2 separate regions of the Mus musculus genome follow, and region 1 is linked to region 2. A link is a contact called in public Hi-C data. All regions are on one chromosome and are shown on one strand. Each heading gives the region's core, a stretch centred on a gene start, on an enhancer-like site or on the middle of the called end of the contact. The rest is flanking DNA. Distances are from core to core; before and after follow the strand shown.

Region 1 (4,112 bases), core at 46-2,545, 500 kb after region 2:
TTCTCATCCTTCCCAAGGCCAAGGTCAGGAGAACTGGGGAGAAGTCAGCCTTGATGAGCACAGGAAGAGTCTCGAACCTTAGGAAAAGTGTGGTAGTGGTGTCAAGCAAAGGCAAGACTGAACCCTATGCTTCTGATGGGGAAGCGAAGTCTGGCCCTGGGAAGGCAATTTCTCCAGGTCAAACGTCATAAGGAAGGGCACAGGAGGTTAAAGCAGAAATCCTGAAAAAGTACAAGAGTTTGCAGGAAAAGCAACAAGGACCGGCTTTTATAGCTTCACCTTTAAGCCTTCTTCTTTGGGTAGTATGGCAGTCACTTTTCTCATTGCTGGGACAAGACTGCAACCTAAGAAAGGGTTCATTTTGACTTGTGGTTTAGGAAGGGATGCAGTCTGTTATACAGAGGAAGGCATGGGAGCAGGGCTGTGAGGCAGCTCTCTCTCTCTCTCTCTCTCTCTCTCTCTCTCTCTCTGTGTGTGTGTGTGTGTGTGTGTGTGTGTGTGTGTGTGTGTGTGTGTGTGTGTGTGTATTCTATATCTGTAGACAGATTCTATATCTGTAGTCAGGAGACAGAGAGCAGACAGGAAGTAGGACTGGACAATGAACCCTCCAGGCCCTCCTGGTGACCCACTCCCTCAAGCAGGGCTCCATCTACTTCCTAAGGCTCCACACTGTCTACCATCAAAGAAGTTTATATCCAAAACACAGCAGGTAGCAATGTTCACACCAGCTGAGGAGTCCCTGCTGCCAGACTCTTAGTTAACCTGGCTTGAATGAGATGAATCCTACCCCCATCTAGCCATAGGAGAAACACATAGTCTCCAGCTCAGCCAATGAGAGGGCTTCACTCCTGTGTCCGGGTGACTGATTGAGGGCAAGATGTATGCTTCGAGGTGACCCAAGAAGCCTCACAAATAAGCTTTCTCTGAAAGGCTACAGAAGAGAAACTCTTTCTACTGGCCTTGCTGGGCTGCTGGGGTCAAGGGCTATTCATGCGAGTGGGACTGAATTACCCTGAGAAGGAGGCACCACAAACAAATGTCACTCTGGGAGATAAAAGGAGACAAATTCTCAGCCTCATATGGAGTCCTTGCTCCAGCTGCACCTTCAGGTGACACATCCTGGATGTTGGTTGCCTTCACTCTTCAGTGTAGAGGCCAATGATTGATTTTGTAAATATGTGTGTCTCCTCGGCACTTGACCTAGGGGAGAAATATTCTCATTGATTTCATACTTAAACCAGATTGACTTAAACACCTGTCACTCACGTGTTTAAGAATCCAGCCCCATGTTTCAGATAAATAGTGGATATCAGCCACTGCTGACAAGACTGTGGCTGTGGCCATGAGGGAGGGTGACCAAAGGACCCTTACCTACCAGAATGAGGTAACGATGAAAACCAGAGAGGAGTTGAAGAGTACCAGGCTTGGTCAATGAAAATGCAGTTATTGTATCTGGAGAGACAGTTTCCTGCCAATGGGAGAGAACCTGAGCAAAGCTGCCTCCTGCTGGAGGGCCATAAGAACCGTGGGGGCAGTCAGCAGGGAGTGGGGCTGGATGGGTGACTTCAGCTCTTTCCTGGCCTGGTACTGCGTATTTGAATCTCCTGCTGGGCCAAGTAGTGACTTTGCAGGCCCTGCGGAATTCTCATCATTTCCCAGGGACCTTTCAGCTTGGGTTTGGCTCCTATGCCAAGGCTGTGACAGCTTTATTAGCACCTATAATTCAATGTGAGCATCAATGTGTTGGGAAACACTTTGGGGCTATCTGTTAAAGTCAGTTTAATTCCCTCTCAAATGCCTCTTTGTTTGCCAAAGTGCCAGGCAGAAGCCTTCCAGGTAGGCGGGGAGATGAGCCCCAGACAGGGATCAGCGGGACGTGTCTGCTGAGAGCACAAGTCACTTTGCTGGGGGCTGATGTCATTTCCAGTTAGTGGGCTCCTGGCAGAAAGGTCTGCAGAGGCTCAGATGACATCACTGGAGAGCAGCCTGTCATTGGCGGAGATAACAAATGGAGCTCAGCCCCAAGTTCCTGCTGCCCCAGGAAGTCTCAATTCATTCCTTGGCTTCGCTCCCTAAGAGGGGTCTGGAAAGGAGACTCTTTGGACCCTAGCAGACTGTCTTGCTGGCTACTTCATGGAAACAAAACAGAGGGGTATCTAAACTTTCCTCAAAGTTCCCAGTGACTGTTGTTATCACGTGCTGCCATGACACAGCAGCACACACAGCCGATCATCTACCCAGTGTACATGTTCCCTTCTGCTGTTCTAGAATCTGCCACAGCCACTAAGGCATGTCATTCTTCAAAAGATTGGATCTCCCCTTGGCAGATCCTCACTAACTCATCCATCCATCCATCCATCCATTCATTCATTCAACAAGTTCTATAGAATGCATATTTTTGTGATCATTGTTTCAGACACTAAGGATACTTCTTGACTGCCCCATCTGGGGATCTATCCCGTATACAGTCACCAAACCCAGACACTATTGTGGATGCCAAGAAGTGCTTGCTGACAGGAGCCTGATATAGCTGTCTCCTGAGAGGCTCTGCTAGTGCCTGAAAAATACAGAGACGGATGCTTGCAGCCAACCATTGGACTGAGCACAGGGTCCCCAATGGAGGAGTTAGAGAAAAGACTGAGGGAGCTGAAGGGGTTTGCAACCCCATAGGAAGAGCAATAATATCAACCAACCAGATACCCCAGGGACTAAACTACCAACCAAAGAGTACACTACTCATGGAGCAAACCATGACTCCAGCTGCATATGTAGCAGAGGATGGCCTTGTCGGACATCAATGGGAGGAGAGGTCCTTGGTCCTGTGAAGAAGGCTCAATGCCCCAGTGTAGGGGAGTGCCAGGTGGGGGGAGGTGGGAGTGGGTGGGGAGGTAGTGGAGCATCCTCATAGAAGAAGGGGGAGGGGTGGGGGAGGAGGTTTCCAGAGGGAAAACTGGGAAAGGAAATAACATTTGAAATGTAAATAATGTAAATAAAGGAAATATCCAATAAAAGAAGTGAAAAAAAAAAAAGAAAGGAAAAAGAAAACTCAAGCCTTTGCCTCTGTGAGTCTTAATTCTAGTTGAGATGACAGAGAACTAAATATATTATAGAATAAAGATGTGATGTCAGGGCAAAGCAGTCTAAATACGTATTGAGAAACAGGCTGTCTGTTTTAGATAAGACAGCAATTGGGGAGATGGTGTGTGAGTCTTGGGAAGAGTCTTCATTTCCAATGAGGAATCTGGGTTGGATGAGTGAGCAGATGAATGAATGAATCCAAAGGCTCTGATGCTCACTCAAGTCTTTTAGGTATATTAGAATCATCAGGATCGACAGTCATGGCTTCTAAGCCTGGTTCTCTTTGCTGCTCATTGTAATTCGGAGTGAGGACATGTGCTTTCAGAGCCTCAGTTTCCCTACTTGCACACTGAGGAAATTGGGCTCAACTGTCACGGAGGGCCCAGCTTCCTCTGCCACTCTAGGAAGTTGTGAAATCACAGGCTTTGGGACCTGATATGCTGAGAATGTCTTCCTGCCTGTCTGCTGTGCAGCTACTCCTGGCCAGTAGTGTCCCCATTTCTGAAAGGATGGTGGCTTATGGTCTGTACAGCATGAGTTTCTAGGAAGTCACAGTGTATTCTCCTGATGTCCCCTGCTGCTGGAAATAGTAAAACCAAGAACATACCCTGGGTATAAACACACACACAAGCACACACACACACACAGGCACACACCTGTAAACGCATGCACAGCCACATCAACACATAAGCACATATATGTACACACATGGAAGAGAATCTAGACATTTCCTTTCAAAACAACTGTACCCTGCAGCTCTTTCTAGACCCAAGCCTGGCCAGGGTAGGCACACCAGAGACTTCCTGAGGTTGATATGACTTGGGGGAAGGGTTTTGGCATCTTTCAACACTTCTGCAATAGCTAGAAACCACCCCCAAAAACTCCAGTTCAGACGTTCCAGGTCACTGCTGTGAGTCCACTGAGGGCCTGAGGATGAATCTCAGCCTGTGGAATATGAAGCTGTTCGTGGCTAGACACGCAAGGATTGTTCAACTGTCTTCTGGCTCAGAATTCTGTATCTAAGAAATTAAAAT
Region 2 (3,980 bases), core at 1,403-3,902:
CTTATTTTTGGCAGCTGATGCTGTTGATAGCTAGGATATCTACTCTGCTTTGTCCCACCTCACCAAGTACCTTTGGCCTGGGGTTCTGACAAACAAGACTCAAGGGGACAGATTTCTAAGAAAAGCTGACTTCTCTATCAGCGGTTACTTGCCAGCTAGTGGAATGTCATGCGAGACAGATTGCAGACGCTTCGCCTCCATGACCATCAGAATCAGAAATGCTTGCCTGCCAATCAGCATTACGGTGAGGAGCTGTGACATGACAGTTGTCTGACTTGTGTTAATATGTTCTAATCTTGCAAACTAATTTTCTTCCCCCACTTGGCCATCCCAGCATTGTGTTTGCTCTGCCAGGGCTGGCACTGTCCATCAATCTTAGTTAGTGGCCCGCTCCCTCTATCTTACAGCTGAGAATATCTGTGGTCCCGTGATGCGCCTCAAACCTGCCCTACAAAGCTTCCTCTGCAATCAGCCCTGTGAGAATGCGTTCATCTGGTTTCAAATAAAGATGCATGCCCTTGTCTACGAGAGCTGACAAGATGGCCATTGTTGTCTGGAAATGGTTTTCAGAACGGCTTTTGCAGGAGACAGGGAGGCCCCATGACATAAGAAAATCACTGCGGTCCTAGTTATTTAGGAATCAGTGATATGTTACATTGCTGAAGTCAATCTCACCGAGCTCTCTTTAGGCTTGCCTTTCCTATGCGGATGGGGTGGGAAATGTCGAGGCTGAATCCTTTCCAAGCCATTTCTTGTCTCTGACATTTGACTGGTTCAATCTATCCTTCTACAACTGTTGACTCCCTAATAGCAAGTCTTTTGTCTCTCTGTGAGTCGCTATTTTTAACACTTCGGAGGATACAGGACTTACAAATCTGCAATGTTTTGATAAAAGCTGTAACTATTATCTTCCTAGAAAAACACGCACTCACAGAACGTATACTCACTTATGTTTTGTTTAGAAGCCCTAAAGCCCACTTGTGCTCTGGAATGAAAAGCTCATTTGGACTTGTATTTTTGTTGTAAGCTGTCTTAAATACAGCTGATTTTGGATTTATCTTAACTTTTTTGTCTTTGAAATAGTGAAAAACTGATAAAGATATAAAGAAAAGTCCAGTGGGTATGGATAGCCATGGATCCTGCAGCTGAATTGTTACTGTCCATTAGGCCTCCTCTCCTTCTTCCTCCCTCTCCTTCCTGTTTTTCATCTTCCCAAACTTCTCTTGTTTTTCCCTTCTTCCTCCTTCCTTGCTTCCTTCCTTTTTCTTCCCTTCCTTTCCTTTTTCTTTCCTTCCTTTCCTTTTTCTCTCCTTCCTTTCCTTTTTCTCTCCTTCCTTCCTTCCTTCCTTCCTTCCTTCCTTCCTTCCTTCCTTCCTTCCTTCCTTCCTTCCTTCCTTCCTCCTCCCTCCCTCCCTCCCTCCCTCCCTCCCTCCCTCCCTCCCTCCCTCCCTCCTTTCCTTCCTTCCTTCCTTCCTTCCTTCCTTCCTTCCTTCCTTCCTGCCTTCCTTCCTTCCTTTCTTCCTTCCTCCCTTCCTCCCTTCCTTCCTATGTCCATCAGTCCTCATTTTGAAACATTTAAAGATAAATTGCAGGGATCACTGAAGTACAGGTGGGCTATGATTTAGCATAGATGCCTGCCATTGCAGAGTGCTCAGGGAAAGATGGTATTTATTTATTTATTTATTTATTTATTTATTTATTTATGAGATTGCCCTGGCTTTAGACACAACCTCTCCTCTTCTGTCTGTTATGGGATCGAGCTGTATGTGTGGATGACTCACACTTATGAAATGCTACTGCACACATTCCTTACAGGGGGCTGGATCCCTGGAGTTGCAGGAAGCCCAGATTTTTCCCTTTCATCCCTAGGGGAGGGTGGGGCCACAGCAAACATAATTGCAAACAGAAAGCAGAGCAGGCTGGGGCTGCTTTAGGAAACGAGATAAGGGATGTCAGAGAGGGAAAGGACAGCATATATCCTCTAGAGGTAAGGGCTTGGGGAAGACATGCCAGAAGGCATGATGAAAAGTAACATTTATTCAACCCTTTGAAGAAAGGGCACTTTGGGTATCCATGACAGTGTAACCAACTGGTATAAGCTGGCTTCAGCATGGTTTAAGTATAGCAATAAAGGATCAGTTCTCTTTTGGGTATTGCTTGTACATATCATCTGTCTCTCTGCTGGCTTGTCCCTAAATGACTCTATCGCAGTAGCTCTTTAAGCCTCTTGGGGGGTCTTCCTTGGAGGTTGTGGCTTTTTGAGTCTCTTGGAGCTGTTCTTTCATTTTGAAGATGAGACTTAGAGGTTCCCTCTGCTCACATGACATTTGGAGAAAGATCTGGGGGCTGGGTCATGTATATAACATAGCCTGGTCCCCCCCCCCCCCCGCCACCTCTATTCTGTAATTCAAGTAGAGTTTGACCTAGTTACCTTTGCTTAGCTCCATTTAGCCAGGCGCATCCCTAAGTTTTGAGAGCAAAACAGTACCTGTGATTTTCTTATGAGCCACAAGAGGGGGAAGTGTGAACACAAATGAAAAAGAAAATTAAAAAAAAAAAAAAAAAAAACCACTCAAAAAACCAACCTCGCTGGCGAAACCCAGCTGGCAAGTGAGCATGTTTTCCGAGGCTTCGTTCCTGCTGCCAGCCTGGCAGCTCCAATCTGTTGTGTGTCCCCACTCTCTCTCTCTCTCTCTCTCTCTCTCTTTTCTCTGCCACTGTTCTTTCTCTGCCCCTCTCTCACTTTGTCTCTCACTGTCCCTCTGGAATTTCTCTGGGAAAAAAAGATGCAAATTGTTCTGCTGTCTTTAGAACGAAAAATTAATGAACAATTCCTAGGTGGGGTGGTGGGGGACCAAGATCTGAGGGAGTTTTTTTTTTTTTTTTTTTTTTTTTTTTTAACTATAATCTCAAAGTCAGCCAATGAGGGAGTTTTAGAAGCTCCTTACTTTTTGTTCATAAAAACAAAGCAGAGAGGCCTCCTCATCCTCAGGTGAGACCTTGATCCTCCTTGCTGGCCTCTGAGGTGGCAATGGTTGCGCAATATCACCACCTTGCAGAGTAGTGAGCATAGGTACAGATATGTCCAAGGGTTAGGTCAACATCACACAGCTAGGGTTAGAGCTGACTTTGAACAGGGCACTCTGATTAGAACGCCTCTGCCCTTAAGCCCCTTTATTGTCACTGAATCATATCATCAGTGGATGTAAAGTGTTCAGGGGCAGGGAGGGCATGGTCCTGATGCAGACCCTAGTGAGCAACTCAGATCAGAGGTGTCCCACAGGTGTGGGAGCCAGTTTCAAGGGTAACTGTTGAGACAGGAAGCTGCTGCATGGAGGTGACAAAGGATGGAAATGGGTGACAAGAAGATCGGTGTACTTAAGGAGGGGAGTGCAAGTGGGCAACAAGACCACCCAGAGCAGTGGCCAGGCCAACAGCTCTCAACTCTTTGCAGGGATTTGGAACTTTCGTCTCTGGGACCTATCAAGTTTCTGAGGTTCTGCCTGGTCAGAGCTTTGCCAGGCAGTGGGGGGATCTCATGATTATTTGGGCACATGCTTTCTGGTTAGGCCATGGTCTGGGAAGTGGAATGACCTATGGTTATTTTCATTTGTGTTCCTTTCGCTTCTCCTCAGGCTGTCTAGGGAAAGGCTCCATGGCCTAGGCTGTGGGAACTGCCCTGTCCATCGATGATAGAATGCATTTCAATTAATTCCTCATGTGTCATTGCAGACCATGCAGAACTAACTTTTTCTTAGAGTTAACACTGTATTATCATGAACACAAAGCATATTACATATAGAGAATTTAGAAATTAAAGTCCAGAAAGACGGTCTTACAGCGAGCGTCTCACCGCCCTGAGATAGTCAGTGTTTACATTTTTTTCTTTTTTCTTTTCCTGATCCTTATTTCCCCCTTCTCCTCATCTTTGTTCACACTTTCTTTAATGGTCTCCACGGGAGTCCTTCCTGGAAGTGCTG

Evidence for each region. A called contact is a pair of places that touch in the nucleus more often than the background predicts.
Region 1: a contact with region 2 is called in a Hi-C map of the N1E-115 cell line, with 3 times the contacts expected there. The contact joins two enhancer-like sites. A contact is called at or near these places in 1 of 15 datasets of contacts at CTCF or cohesin (stem cell-derived epiblast-like cells), 3 of 484 Hi-C or Micro-C datasets (the HL-1 cell line, the N1E-115 cell line and cerebral cortex), 3 of 115 datasets of contacts at active chromatin or transcription factors (acute myeloid leukemia, astrocytes and stem cell-derived neural progenitor cells) and 1 of 9 other capture datasets (embryonic stem cells).

Annotation. Positions count from the first base shown.
Region 1 is chr7:115,372,371-115,376,482 of GRCm38.p6, forward strand. No RefSeq gene overlaps it. Among named protein-coding and RNA genes, the nearest start is that of Gm45999, 24 kb to the right of the region's middle. Within about 2 kb of position 1,296, at least 15 of the 459 cell types and tissues checked have an H3K27ac peak or open chromatin away from gene starts, as enhancers often do. A contact at or near this core is called in the N1E-115 cell line, where this site is marked.
Region 2 is chr7:114,871,704-114,875,683 of GRCm38.p6, forward strand. No RefSeq gene overlaps it. Among named protein-coding and RNA genes, the nearest start is that of Gm24982, 41 kb to the left of the region's middle. Within about 2 kb of position 2,653, at least 28 of the 459 cell types and tissues checked have an H3K27ac peak or open chromatin away from gene starts, as enhancers often do. A contact at or near this core is called in the N1E-115 cell line, where this site is marked.